2 separate regions of the Capra hircus genome follow, and region 1 is linked to region 2. A link is a contact called in public Hi-C data. All regions are on one chromosome and are shown on one strand. The core of a region is the stretch at or near the end of the contact, and the rest is flanking DNA. Distances in the headings are between cores, read along the strand shown.

What was found. A called contact is a pair of places that touch in the nucleus more often than the background predicts.
Region 1: a Hi-C map of blood shows a contact between it and region 2, with 1.9 times the contacts expected there. The contact joins two enhancer-like sites. A contact is called at or near these places in 3 of 5 Hi-C or Micro-C datasets (all in blood).

What each region holds. Positions count from the first base shown.
Region 1 is chr17:17,692,212-17,699,046 of ARS1.2, forward strand. The region is part of intron 6 of TMEM120B (transmembrane protein 120B); the gene reads left to right. Among named protein-coding and RNA genes, the nearest start is that of TMEM120B, 33 kb to the left of the region's middle. Within about 2 kb of position 4,155, at least 2 of the 5 cell types and tissues checked have an H3K27ac peak or open chromatin away from gene starts, as enhancers often do.
Region 2 is chr17:17,645,460-17,652,684 of ARS1.2, forward strand. No RefSeq gene overlaps it. Among named protein-coding and RNA genes, the nearest start is that of MORN3, 8.2 kb to the left of the region's middle. Within about 2 kb of position 3,337, at least 4 of the 5 cell types and tissues checked have an H3K27ac peak or open chromatin away from gene starts, as enhancers often do.

The DNA of each region.
Region 1 (6,835 bases), core at 2,905-5,404, 48 kb after region 2:
TGCTGTGATTGGCTGGTTGTGAGCCTTGTGCCCACCCCCAGGGCTGTCAACCAGCACCGCAAAGCTGAGTGTCAGGAGAGGAATGGTTCCTTGGAGGAAAGTGAGGCTACTGTCACCAGAAGCTTGAATGGACTCTGGTGAGAAAAGTGGAAGGTCCCGGACAGAGAGATTAGAGTATCAGGACTGAATTAAGACCCACGACTTGCCACTTGTAGGACCCATTTCCCATGGGTCTGATGCCTTTTGAGGGTGTCCATTTGAACCCCTGCATACCATTCTTGGCCCTGTTTTCCCTGAAACAAAAAGTAACAACCTCTCGACCCTCCTCACTTCCTTCTTCCTGGAGGCTGGTAAGGAATGGCCAGGAGCTGTGTATTTAAGATTGGGGTGTTTGCCAAACCCCGGGATAATTTGCTACCTTCTCACTTCTCTGCCAGTGGTCACTCATGGCATATCCCTGCCCCGCCAGCCTTACCCTGAACATAGAGCTGAGAGGTAAGGACCAGGGGAAACTGCTGTTCTTAGGTATGCAGCCCTGTAGCATGTAGCCCTTTAGAAAAGACCAGTGTTTCTCAAACTGCACTCATCCTTTACCATGTCCAGCATCACCTGGATGATAGTTTTTTCACAATTTAAATCCACCCTCTTTTTGTTTTAATTTTTAAGTAAATGTGAATTTATTTTAAAAGGAAACTTTTATTTTACCACCATATGTGGAAAACCAGCATCAATTGCAGGAAAGAGGAAATAGTGTAAAAATAGAATTTCATTTTCATTGTCTAATTTATTGAAGTCAATGATTCCTGCTTCCTGAAGGCTCTGAGCCTGAGGCTTGCTATCTCTCTTACGTGTGTGTACATGTGATAAAAGGGAGATGAGCAGATCTCTATGTATGTATGTATGTGTTAATTGCTCAGTCGTGTCCAACTCTTTGTGACCCCATGGACTACAGCCCACCAGACTCCTCTGTCATGGCGTTCTCCAGGCAAGAATACCGGAGTGGGTTGCCATTCCCTTCTCCAGGGAATCTTCCCAATCCAGGGATTGAACCTGGGACTCCTGCATTGCAGGCAGATTCTTTACCATCTGAGTCACCTGGGAAGCCCAAGAGCAGGGGATTTTGTATATTAAAGATGTCCTGGTATTGTCTCTCTGACTTAATCAGGAGAATGGAAAGAACAGGCCTGATGACTTCTCACCACGTGATTCAGTATCATCTAGTGTTACATGCATATACCATCTAAAACTTGGTGGCACATGCCCCATGCTTTGGGAAACACTGGAGTCGAAAATCCTACCAAATCAATAACATTTGTAGTTTTCCTTAATTTTAGTGATTGTATTTTCACGCTTTGGGGCATGGTTGGAGGGGACCCAGGGTAGTACATAGTTGGGAAATGGGCCCAGGGCAATGGGCCAAGCTTTCTTGTTACTAATTCCCTTCATGCTCCCCTGGGCTTGGTGTTGGGAGTTTCCTCCTCCTGATGAACTCATATTAAGAATGTTTGGGGGCATGCTACATCTTTAACAGTCACTAACACTTGAATAAGAGTTACTCTTGTCCCTTTTTTCTTGTATGACAAACTGTGGGTGGGGGGTTCCCTGAGAGAAGGGAACAGGTGAGTCGAGGTCTCTATAAGTGTGGAGCACACCCAGAAAACAGGGAGGAGGAGTAAAGGGGGCAGTAGGATTCCAGAGCCACCTCACTTGCCTGATACCTCAGTGGGGCCTTCTCTGGGGCCTCCCTAGGGCTTGTGCTCTGATGGGACAACAGGAAGGGCTATCACTGAGCTGGTAATGCAAAGCTTTGTGTGTGGTCCAATCTGTCCCCGACCTGCCATTTATTACACATTTATTTTAGTATTTTACATTTTATTTTATTTTGCTGTGCCACAAAGCATGCAGGATCTTAGTTCCTTGACCAGGGATCAAACCTGGGCCCCTGCAGTGGAAGTGCGGAGTCCTAACCACTGGACCACCAGGAAGTCCGCATTACACTTTTATTGAGCAACTTCTAAGTACCAGACACTGAGTAGGGACTCCAAGATAGCTCCCACGTGGAGCCTTTAGGGAGCACTCAAGACCATTCATGGCAAGTGTGCTTCAGGAACCACACTCCCCCGGGCCTGCCTCCCCAGTCTGGCCTTTGGCACAGATCTGGATGTGCTGGTGGTGGGGACCGTGGGATGAGTGGGGTGGGCCTGCACGGATGTCTTATTTTCTGGAATGACTACGGGAGTTGTGGTCAACTTGTGGGAGAGGGAGGCCTGGCAGGTGGACCAAAGTTGGGTGATTAAAACTTGTGATTCGTCCTCAACATCTGTTGAATAGTTAGCCTCCATCCTCCCCCACTCCTTCTCAGAGCTGATTTTTCTTCTGAGGGTGGGCACAGGAGATGCCTGTGAGGTTTCCCCTCACACTTGGCCCTTATTAGGGAATAGCTAAGAAACCAGTTCTAGAATACACAGTGAGGAGGAGGCAGGGGTCCAGTTTGGGACGAAGGCTGCCTTTCTCTGAAGTGTCCCACAGCCAGCTCTGGAGCTCACAGTGGGTACCCAGTGAATGCCCCAGAGTCTGTGTAGAAATGAACTGAACCCAAGCTCTGTAGTGAAGGAAGTTCATTGGGGTCGTCTTGGTGTTGGAGAGACAGCTGAACTTGAGCCAGAGAGACTTCCTGGAGGCTTGCTGCCCAGTTTTGGTCTGATTGAACCTCTTTTATCCTGTTTCCAGTTGCATCCAAGACCTGGATTAGGGGTGTGTAGGGGGGAAGCAGGCTTTGAGAGGTGGTTTGTAGGGGGAACGCCAGCATCATGGGATGGAGCCGCCCATGGTTTGTGTCTGGTGTTTCCCATGTGAGATGTAGCTCCTTAGCTCAGTTAGAGCCATAAGTAAGTCAACTTCCCTTCCAGATTTTGCAAATGATGGAAAACCACCTGATAGGAGTAAACATGAAAGAGTATTTATTGGAGCATATAAACAGTTCACAGAAGTCCAGAGTGCTCAAACAATGTTAATTTAACCGGCCTCCTCCTCCTCCTCCCTTTTTCCTTTCCTGCTACCTCCTGCCCTGGCTCCCAGCAGCCCAGGCCAGCACCCCACAGGGATCAGCAATCCCAGAGGAAAGAGCATCTTTCCTCTACTGGTCCAGAGGCAGTACTTGAGACAGACTTCTAATTGGCCAGGCTCAGGTCACATGCTCATCCCTGAACCAGTCACTGTGCTGGAGTGATTTAGCGTCTCCATTGGCTAACTCTGGGTCGTGTGCCCAGTTATCTTAGCTCCACCACCCAGACTGACTGGGGGTGAGGTAGTTCCCCAAGGAAAGACAAAGGGGAGAAGCAGAACAGGGAGTGATTAACAGACAGACAAAACAGCAGATGTCCTCTGCAGTAGTTCCGGGATAGAATGAATAATGAATCAGAAATCACGTTGCCTTTTCTGGCAAGCCAGCCCACCAGTGCCCATAACGAATGGGCTTTTGTAAGGGCCTTTCCTAAGATACAGAGGGGTGGGGTGGCAGAGGAGAGAGGGAGCCTTGGTGTAGAGGCCATTCCCTGAGCTGCCCAGATGACCCGAAGCTCAAAGGCAGAGAGTGCCAGGGGATGACTAGTGACTGGTGCCTGGATCTTATGCTGAGGTGTCCTGAAGCGAGCTCTCCAGGCACAATCTCCTGATATCAGAACATGCTGTTCATACTACATTCAGGCTATGCAATGGGCCGGCCTTCCTGGCGTACCTACTGTCTGCTCATTTAAAAGGCCACAAGCTCCTGCAGGCTTCGTTTCTGGGGCAAAACGGACCCTAGAGATGGACTGCTGAAGGGTGAAGGTCTCTTTCTGGAGTGGTACAAATGTCCTAAAACTGACTATGGTCATGTTTGCACAACTCTGTGAGTACACTGACTTGTATACTTTAAATGGGTGAATTGTATGGTGTCTGACAACAGCACAATAAAACTGTTATATAAACACACACACACACACACACACACATTCGTACGTGCGGAGCACCAGTCCAGAGCCCTGGGGTATGCAGATGGACAGAGGGGCTGGCGAATGCACGCTGGGAAAGAGGACATTTTTAGCCTCTCCCAGTGCCGCTGAGCTGTGTTTATTGGTGGCGTCTGTCAGCGCTGGGCTGTGGGCACAGTGAACTGTGAAATTAGAAGCTGCTGCTCAGCCAGGCTTGCTGCCGAGAGCCTGTGTCAGGCTCCAGCCCTTCCTGGACAGGGAGCGAGTATTTCTCTGGGCACCTTTGGCAGGTAGGACAGAGAACGGGGGCTTGCCAGGCCTCCAAGGGCTTGCAGAGACTTGTTGGTTGCTCTTCAAGATGAAGGTCTAAGGATGGGGCCAGTTATTTTTTTGGTCAGAAACCAAGGTTCCTCAGAGACCCTGACAGGCAGGGCAGGGACACGGGGAAGGGAGATTGGGAATCAGGAAGTGGACAGATGTCCCATTCTGTCCCGTGAACTCACTTGGCACCTGCATTAGCCTCCCGTCCAGTCTGTCCTGGTGGCATCTATACTAGCTGCACTTCCTGGACATCACTTTTTTCATTTCGGCATTTATTGAGTACCTACTGTTTACCAGGTGCTGTTAGTGCTAGGAATAAAAAGCCTCCTAAAACCTTGTTTCTCCTCCTAACCACTCAAGCATCCACAGGCTGTTGCCCAAACACCTAATTTATGACCAGACATTTTTTGTGGCTGTATCGTGTGGCACGTGGGATCTTAGTTCCTGACCAGGGATTAAACCCGCAGTCCCTGCATTGAAAGTGTGGAGTCTTAACCCCTAGGCTGCCAGGGAAGTCTCTTTCATTTATTTTCTTCTTTCTTTCTTTCTCTTCCTTCCTTCGCCTTCCCTTCCTTCCTTCCTTCCCAGAACTATTGAAGGGCTTCCCAGATGGCTCAGTGGTAGAGAACCTGCCTGCCAGTGCAGCACACACAAGAGATGAGGGCTCAGGCCCTGGGCTGGGAAGACCCCCTGGAGGAGGAAATGGCACCCCACTCCAGTACTCTTGCCTGGGAAATCCCATGGACAGAGGAGCCTGGTGGGCTACAGTTCATGGGGTTGCAGAGAGTCAGGCAGGACCAAGTGACTAAGCACACACACAGTCATTGAAGGGCTGAGAAGAGAAGAGAGGAGTAAGATGCTGTCCCTACCCTTAAAATGTTTATGTCCAGGCTGGACGGTTTTAAGACAACTCAAATCCACTTATTAGGACAGTGCAAACGAAAACCTCAATGACACACCAATTTTCACAGAAGAAGATTGGGAGAAATTTTAAAATTAGGTATTCCGTGTTGGTGAGGGTTTGGGGAACTCGGTACTCTCTACTGCCCATGGGTGTGTAAATTGGGAATTGCTGTTTTGGAAGGTAATTTGAGAAATAGCCACACACGTGCCCTCTGAGCCAGCCATCCTGCATGCTTACTTCCTGGTAGCTGCCATGGAGAATCGGCGTCATGACACAGGGGACTTCCACGGCATGTATGGCAACATGAAGGATGACAGTGACAGTTCAGGGGTGGCTGAGTAGACTACGGCAGAGCAGACACATCCTGAAATGTCGTGCCACGTTTAAGAAGTCGGTGGCAGGTCTGTAGATACAGGCCTGGAGTCAAGACAAGGAAGCAAGTCGCAGGATGATTTTAGTTACAGTCTAAATTTAAAAAAAATTTTTTTTAATTTAATAAAAGGGACTTCTTGGAACTTCCCTGACAAAGAAGCCATACTCCCAATGCAGGGGGCCCAGGTTCAGTCCTGGTCAGGGAACTAGATCCCACATGCCACAGCTAGGGTCCGATGCAGCGGAATAAATACATAAATTTAAAAAGGGGGGACTTCCTTGGGGTCCAGTGGTTAAGACTGAGCATGCAATGTAAGGGAACAGGGATTTGATCCCTGGTCAGGGAACTAAGGTCCCACATGCTGCATGGCTCGGCCCAAAACAATTTAAAGAAAGAAAGAAAAACATCTAATCCATCAGCTCATCCCCCAAACCAGCAGATCCTCAGGTGCCTCCATTTGGAGCCCATCTCCCCCCTTGGCCCCCACTCCAGTTGTCTCCCGAGAGAGTGTTCTGGAAAGATGAAGGTTAACTGCTTCTCCCACATGGATGCTTCCTGTGTCCCAGTCCCTGGTATCCCAGGGTGCATTTGGCAAAGCAGATTCCCACCTCCTCATGTTCTGATCACTGAGCTCTTGGAGGAGGCCTAGGGAGGCCAGCAGAGGCCTGAGACACACTCTGGGACCTTGAAGAATAAAGACTGCCTGTCACACTGGAGAGGGGGTGACAGCCAGGCTCCCTGCCCCTCTTTGGAGTGATAGCCCTGAGCCAGGGGAGCGCTGGGTTCTTCTTATTTATTTGGCTGCCCTGGGTGGGATCTTCAGTCTTCGTTTTGCCATGGGGCATCTTTAGTTGCGGCAGGCAAACTCTTAGCTGTACCACGTGGGATGTGGTTTCCCGACCAAGGATCCAACAGGAGCCCCCAGCTTTGGGAGTGAGGAATCGGCCATGGGACCACTAGGGAGGTCCCAGAGCTGGATTCTGACCACGGGGTCCCGGCAGCTTGTGGACTGGATGAGTGAAGTCCAGGGCTGGGCGAGGGCCTGCTGTAGACAGAGGAGCAGATGAGCCTAGGGCCTGGGGCCCCCAGAGAGCAGCTGTGTCTGGGATGGAACAAGGCACTTCGAGTACAGTCTGTTGTTGCTCTGTGTCTGTGTGGGTTAACATAGATAGCTGCAGCTCTGTGTAAACGTGTGCGAGTGTTCTGTGTTTATTCAGCATGCTTGTTGAGCACCTGCTCTAAGCCAGGTGTCATGATACAGATGAA
Region 2 (7,225 bases), core at 2,087-4,586:
ATATTCCCTTGGGGGGATATACTTTCCACAGAGCTTTGGCTGGAAGCCGGGATGCTCCACCCTGGCAAGAAATCCCAAGTTTTTGTCCAATGCTTGCTGAGTTGTCAACTCCAGGACAGGACATTCACACTGTAGTCCATTCCTGAGAGCACTGTCTAAATAAAATGCAAATGGGGCCTTCTGGAGCTGAATAATCTGGGTCTAAACCTTCCTAGAAGTGGCAGGAAAGACCCACCTGGAGACAACTCAAATGACCATCACAAGATGAATGGATAGGGGAATTCTCTGGCAGTCTAGAGGTTATGACTTCATGCTTCCATGGCAGAGGGCCTAGGTTTGAGCTCTGATTGGGGAATTAAGGCACAAGCTGAGTTGCACAGCTTAAAAAAAATAAAAAAGATGAATGGATGAACAAAATGTCATCTATCCATACATAATAATAATGGAATATTATTCAGGCATAAAAAGGAATGAAGTACCGACACAGGCTACAACAAGAATGAACCTTGAAAACATTGTGCTGAGAGAAGCCAGACACAAAAGGTTGTTTCCATCGATATGAGGTGTCCAGGATAGGCAAAACTATAAGACAGAAAGAATTTAGATTACTGGTTACTTGGGGAAGGGGAGGATGGGAAGATAGGGAGGTGATAGCTAAAGGGCAAAGTTTTTGCTTTTTTATGGTGATAAAAATACTCTAAAACTTACTGTGATAATGGATGTATAACTCTGAATATACTGAGAACCATCAAATCGCACGTTTTAAGTGGGTAAATTGTACAGTGCGTGCATTCTCTCTCAATAAAGATGTTTTAAAGTCTCCAGTGCAGAATGAGCGCCCTCTAGGGGCTCTCAGACGTCCAGAGCAAGTCACAGGCCTTTTTTTTTTTTTTTTTTTTTGACTTCTACTAAATTAAAAATCAGAGAAATACCCAAAGAGGGTAACACAAAATGCAGAAATGTTGTTTAAATTTTTACTGAAGTATAATTCTATAGAAAAAATGGAAATATCATCAGTGTATAGCCTGATAGACTTTTGCAAATTGAACACACCATTCTTGTTACCACTGATCCTCTGGGACTGTCTCTCTTGGAAACAACGCCAAAAGTCTAAATCTGAGTCCCTTGATATATAGGATGCCATTTTTTTTTTAACTTTTGAGAGTTTATGGCAACTTAATTAGTGGTAAACCATATGGTTTTAAAAAACAATATGTGGCTGCATTTAAATTCACATAAAAATAGCATTTTTAAAACCATAATGAAATTTAATCCCTTTTACACAGGTTAACAAAACGTATTACAAGAGAAACTAAACATTGTATTTAACAAGAGCAATACTTTTGAAAGTGGAACAATGAAAAAAATTCAAATATTTTACAAATGTTCACCTCTGGGTCCATTTATCACAGTAGGGGAACAAAGCTGTTAAAATACAGATGTGCTCAACTAGGCCACTTATCTGCACTATAGTAGTACTGGAAATCAATCCTAAGGTCACGACAGAAGACCATAAAAGACCCTAAATGTTTTACAGCCTCCTCAGTAAGAGATGTTTTCCTTCCCAAAATAATATGAGGTCACTTTTGAGTGACTCTGCAGGACAGCTCTTTTATTCTCCTTTCTCTCCTTCTTTCTTAATCTCTAGAGTTATGCCATCAAAGAACTTTATTTTATTTTGGCCACGCCCCACCATGCGGGTTCTTAGTTCCCCATCCAGGGATAAAACCCATGCCACCTCCTGCATTGGAAATGCAGAGTCAATCACTGAACCACCAGAGAAGTCCCAAAGAATTTTATAAAAAGAAAAATTCTTCAGTTGTACTAGACACATTCCAAGTATCCAGTAAGTACATGTGGCAACTGGCTACCCCAGGGAACAGTGTAGATACAGGACATTTCCTTTACCAGAGAAAGGTCTGAACAGTGCTGTGTGCAGGGATGAGCTCTCATCTCTTGCTCTGCCCCCTCCTTGAAAAATTTCTTTTTACTGACCACAGCTCCCTATCCCTCTTTTTTTTTTTTTTTCAGTTGGTCAGCAAAATGCTCTGTCAGAACTTAACATAATGTCTGCAAGGATAAGCCAGTGGAAATTATGGTGTTTGAAAATACTTGTTAGGCAAAGAAATACAGCTAATAAATCATCCCAAGGAAAAATCCGCAACCTCCCTAGCAATTAAAGAAATGAATGTTAAAATAAGCCTGCCATACCATTACATACTGTCTAGACTAGAAAAATGTGTAAAAAATGATGGACTGTGATATTGATAACATTGTGGGGGAAAAGACTCCTTACCTACTGCTAACCATCCTGGTAATTAGTTAAATCCTCTTGAAGAACCATCTGGAACCATGTTACAGTAACTATAAAACTATTTTCTGGCTTAATTCCACTTAACTACTATTTATGTAATAGATAGCTGGTATGAGCCACAGTACTTGGTACTTTGTTGAGTTTTTTTTTTTTTTTTTACTTTATTTTACTTTACAATACTGTATTGGTTTTGCCATACATTGACATGAATCCACCACGGGTGTACATGCATTCCCAAACATGAACCCCCCCTCCCACCTCCCTCCCCATTTTGTTGAGTTTTTAAAAAATGTACTCGTGTTTTCACAACCATCCTATGAGGTAGGTAGCTTTAACCTCACTTTTTAAAATCTGCAAATGCTTAAGTTCACAAAAGTTAAGGATGATACCCAGACAGAGTAAAAGAGCAAATAAGTGGCTGAGCCAAGATTCAATCTTAGATCTTTTGACCTAAGACCTGCCCAGAAAACCACATTGCCTCCCATTTCTGAAAATTGCCTCCAAGGGAATGGTATTACCAAAAACATACATAATGATGTAATTTTTACAAGTATTCCAAAGGAAAAATTGGAAAATGCACACAGAAGAAAATGTAAGTTGGGCCCAGCACACAGAAGGCTCTCAATAAATGACTGATTAATTTAGGTAACTCGTTTCTCCTGGTATCGGCAGGACGATTCTTTACCACTGAGCCATCAGGAAAGCCCACCTAAACGCTTAATTTAAAAAAAAGCAATGCGGTGAAAAAGAGCTCTAGCCCTTTAAAAGTCAGAGGCGGGTACAAAGAAGAGAAAGGAGGCGGGCTAAGGAGCTGACCAGAGAAGCTCCTTGCCTTATTTAAATAAGCATGCGTAAAGGCTCCCCTGTACCTTGCCGCGTCCCAGCACTCGGTGCGCGTGCGCTGCCTGAACCTTGATGAGGCTCTCGGCTCCTCCTGCCTACTTAGGTGGGCGGAGACAGTCGCGTGAGTTCCGCGGACCTATATTCTCCCGCCCAATTAAGCAGGCCCGCCCCCACCCTTGCACATGCGTATACTTCAGCACTAGACCCGGAGGTCGGTGAAAAGGTCCAAGAGTTGCGCCTGCGCTGTGTACGCCTCTGCCGGAAGTGGGCGGGATCGTGTTCCGAAGCCTGAAAGGAGGTGGGAGAAAGCGACAAAGATGAGTGTGTTTGAATGAAAAGCTGAATTTAGGGGATGTCCCAAATGCTCGGCTGCAGAAATGTAAAGGCCAGAATGTGATCACCGGGAACTTAATAATTTTCGATGTTTAATAAGTTTTATTATTTTTTGCATGTATATTTAAGAAAAGTTTTAGAGGGAAAGAGGATTTTCCCTGTTTTCTTTGTCCCCAAGAATTTTTTCTCAGCCCCGCCGCGGGGCTTGCGGGATCTTCCTCCACCAGGGATCAAACCCAGGTACCCTGCAGTGGAAACAGGAAGTTCTAACCACTGGGCCGCCAGGGAATCTTCCCACCCCACCCCACCCCACCCTTCCCCACCCGCGATCAGTTCTTATATTCTGAAAGACTTAAGGACTCACTAAGGACACATTTGCAGGACTTCCCTGTTGGACCAATGGCTAAGATTTCACACTCTCAGTGCAAGAGCCCCAGGTTCGACCTCTAGTCGGAGAACTAGAGCCTACATACCACAACTAAGACCAGGCGCAGCCAAATAAATTTAAAAAAGAAAAAAAGTCACATTTTAGTGCCTCCTGTGTGCCCAGGTTGAAAATGAGTGTTTAAAAAATGAAGAGCACTTATTCTCACCCACTTAAAGTTCCTAGTCAGGAATCCCAGTCAGGAAATTAATTGTCAGGAAGATATGCTGAATAGAAACCAGGAAAGAAGAAACAAATCTGCATAGAAGTAAGTGTGCTTTTGTGTCAGAAAAGTTATAAATGTTTTGGAAGTCCCCAGTGTCAGTTCATCAGCTTGATTCCATAGATGTTTGTGGAAAACGTGTTATCTTTTTTATATATACGTTGTGGTGGATCCTGGAGATTAAAAGGTGAATATAATTCAGCCCCTGTCCTTGATGAATTCACACTCGGAAAGACCAGGTGGGGTTAAGCTATAGAAATAGCCTAGGCAAAATCTTGGCGGTAAGCATGACAGTGTAAATGATTCCAGACACTGTCTTGACTAAAGTAGAAGGGAGGAAATGACATGGGAGGTTGTGTCCTTTGAACAGAGTAAGGTAGATTGGGAGCGACGAGGTCTAGATGCCAAGGCCAGGGAGGTTGGATCCAAATCCAGTGGCCAGGAACCACTGTGTTTTCCTGAATTTGCTCTGTAGGCATGGGATGAGGCAGAAGGTGACTTTTTTTAAAAATTAAACTTAACTATAATTTTTTTTTTTTTTCATTTTTTAATCTTCTGGCTGAGCCAAGCCATGTGAGATCTTAGTTCCCTGATCAGGGATCCAGCCCTCGACCCTGGCAGTGGAAGCGTAGAGGGACCACCAGGGATATCTAGAAGATGACTTTTAGACCACAGCAATTGACTGAACAGGGAGAATTATTTGGGACCCCATGGACTGTAGCCCGCCAGGCTCCTCTGTCTATGGCATTTTCCAGGCAAGAATACTGGAGTGGGTTGCCGTTTCCTTCTCCCGGGGAATCTTCCTGACCGGGATTGAACCCAAATCTCCTGTGTCTCCTGCATTGCAGGCAGATTCTTTACCGCTGAGCCATTGGGGAGACCCTGTCCACAAGCCAGGGAGCACTACAGATGCAGGCAGGGACTTCCCTCGTGGTCCAGTAGCTAAGACTTGGAGCTTCTCATCCGGGTTTGATCACCGGTCAGGGAGCTAGATCTGCATATCGCAACTAAGATTTCACATGCAGTAAAAGGTCCTGATGGAATCAGATGCAGAGTGTTGCAACTAAGACCTGGCACAACAACAACAACAAAAAAAGACAAACCAGCAGAAGGTGGGATAAGGTCATGGGACAGACCTTCCCTCAGAGCCTCCAGGAGGAACCAGCCCTGCTGACACCTTGACTTCAAACATCTAGCCTTCAAAACTGTGAGACAATCTACTTCTGTCAGATAAGCTACCTCGGTTGGTGGTTACTTTGTGATGGCAGCAGCCCTAGCAAATGAATACAGTTCCCAGGAGGTCCTTAATAAATACTCGTTGAATAAATGAATGGCTGAATAAAGGACAATTTATATCATTCCTGGGCTCTTCAAAAGATGACAAAAGAGGTATCAAGAGAATAACTTTATCCAGCCTTTCAAGTCTGGTGAATGGTTGAAAACCAGTCCCTTGCCCCAACCTACTTCATTTTCTGTGGTGATATTTTCATTGTGTTTGATTGATACTGTCTTTGTCCTGAGCCTCAGACAAGTCCTGGGCCGTGATAATAGGGACAGGTAGAATGGGGGCTGTGGTTCCCTGGTTGACATACTACTGGTTGCTACTGAAATTCAACACCCTGCCACCCCCTGCTTTCCTCCTTGATGGCAGATCTCCAAGTATGTTAGCTTCTCTTTTGTCTAGGGAAAGTGAACCCTCTTCCCCAGAGCCAGGGGGTGAATTGGGCAAAACTTTTCTGTAAAGCTAGTTAATATTTTTTGGCTTTGGAGTCCAAACATCCTACAGATATATATATATGTAATGTATATCTGTATATATGATATATATGTGTGTATACATATATGTGGGGGCTTCCCTGGTGGCTGAGATGGTAAAAAAATCTGCCTGCAACTCAGAAGACCCAGGTTAGATCCATGGGTTGCGGAAATTCCCTGGAGAAGGGAATGGCAACCCATTCCAATATTCTTGCCTGGAGAATTCCATGAACAGAGGAGCCTGGTGGGCTATAGCCTATCAGATTGCAAAGAGTCAGACACAACTAAGTGACTAACACCACGTTCATACATATATACAGTATACATACATATATGCAGTATACATATATACTGCACTTTTTAAAAACATAAGCTCAGTTAATTTACTTTCGGCTGCGCCAGGCAGCATGCGGGATCTTAGTTTCCTGACCAGGAATGAAATCTGAGCCCCCTGACAATGGAAGCATGGAGTCTTAACCACTGGACTGCCAGGGAATTCCCTTATTCAAGTGCTTTATAAACCTTTAATCATGTTGATCAAAATAAGCTACATGATCCAATCCCAAATGAAGAAGTAGGACGTATGCTTTGCCTATGGAGTATGCAGTGCTCAGTGGATCTAGTTACAGTGAGTTCTTTACAACAAAATTTTCTCTCCAACGTGCACTCTCAGATTCCCATGCTAAGGTGTGATGAAAAGAAATAACCTGAGCTACAGCCCCTGCACTGGAATTTACTGGACACTCCAAACAGCTATAACTCTGGCTCTCAGTTGCCTCATCTCTAAAATACACAGTTAAGAGCACCTACCTCTCAGGATTTTATAAGGATTACTTGAAATACTGTTTGTGAAAGCGTAACTGCTATCACAGGTAACAACTGTTCCCATGGAAGGTGTGTGGAAGATGTATGAATGGTGATGTTTGCACTGTTGTCAAACAGAGCTGAGAGCTGAGAGGCGCTGAGCAGATGTTAAATTCTTTGAAGTGCTTTTTCTGGCAAGTGGCACTTGTCTCCCCATTTCAAACAGCCCAATAGCAGCTTTCATGAAAGCCGACTTAGAATCTTTTTAAGCTACCAGCCGTATGAAACACATTTTTCAAAGATATTTCAAAAAAAGCAGGAGAGTCCAAACACTTTTAGAGTGTGTGAACTATGTTGGCTGAGATCTAAAGTCATGAGTAACCTTGCTTCTAGCAATTAACTCCTGGCTAGGTACCAGGACATATGTACTCAAATGCCCTTTCCAGCGTTGTTCTTCAAACCCCAAACAGGAAATGATCTGAATGTTTATCCATGATAGCACGGGTATATCACTTGTGTACTACTTATT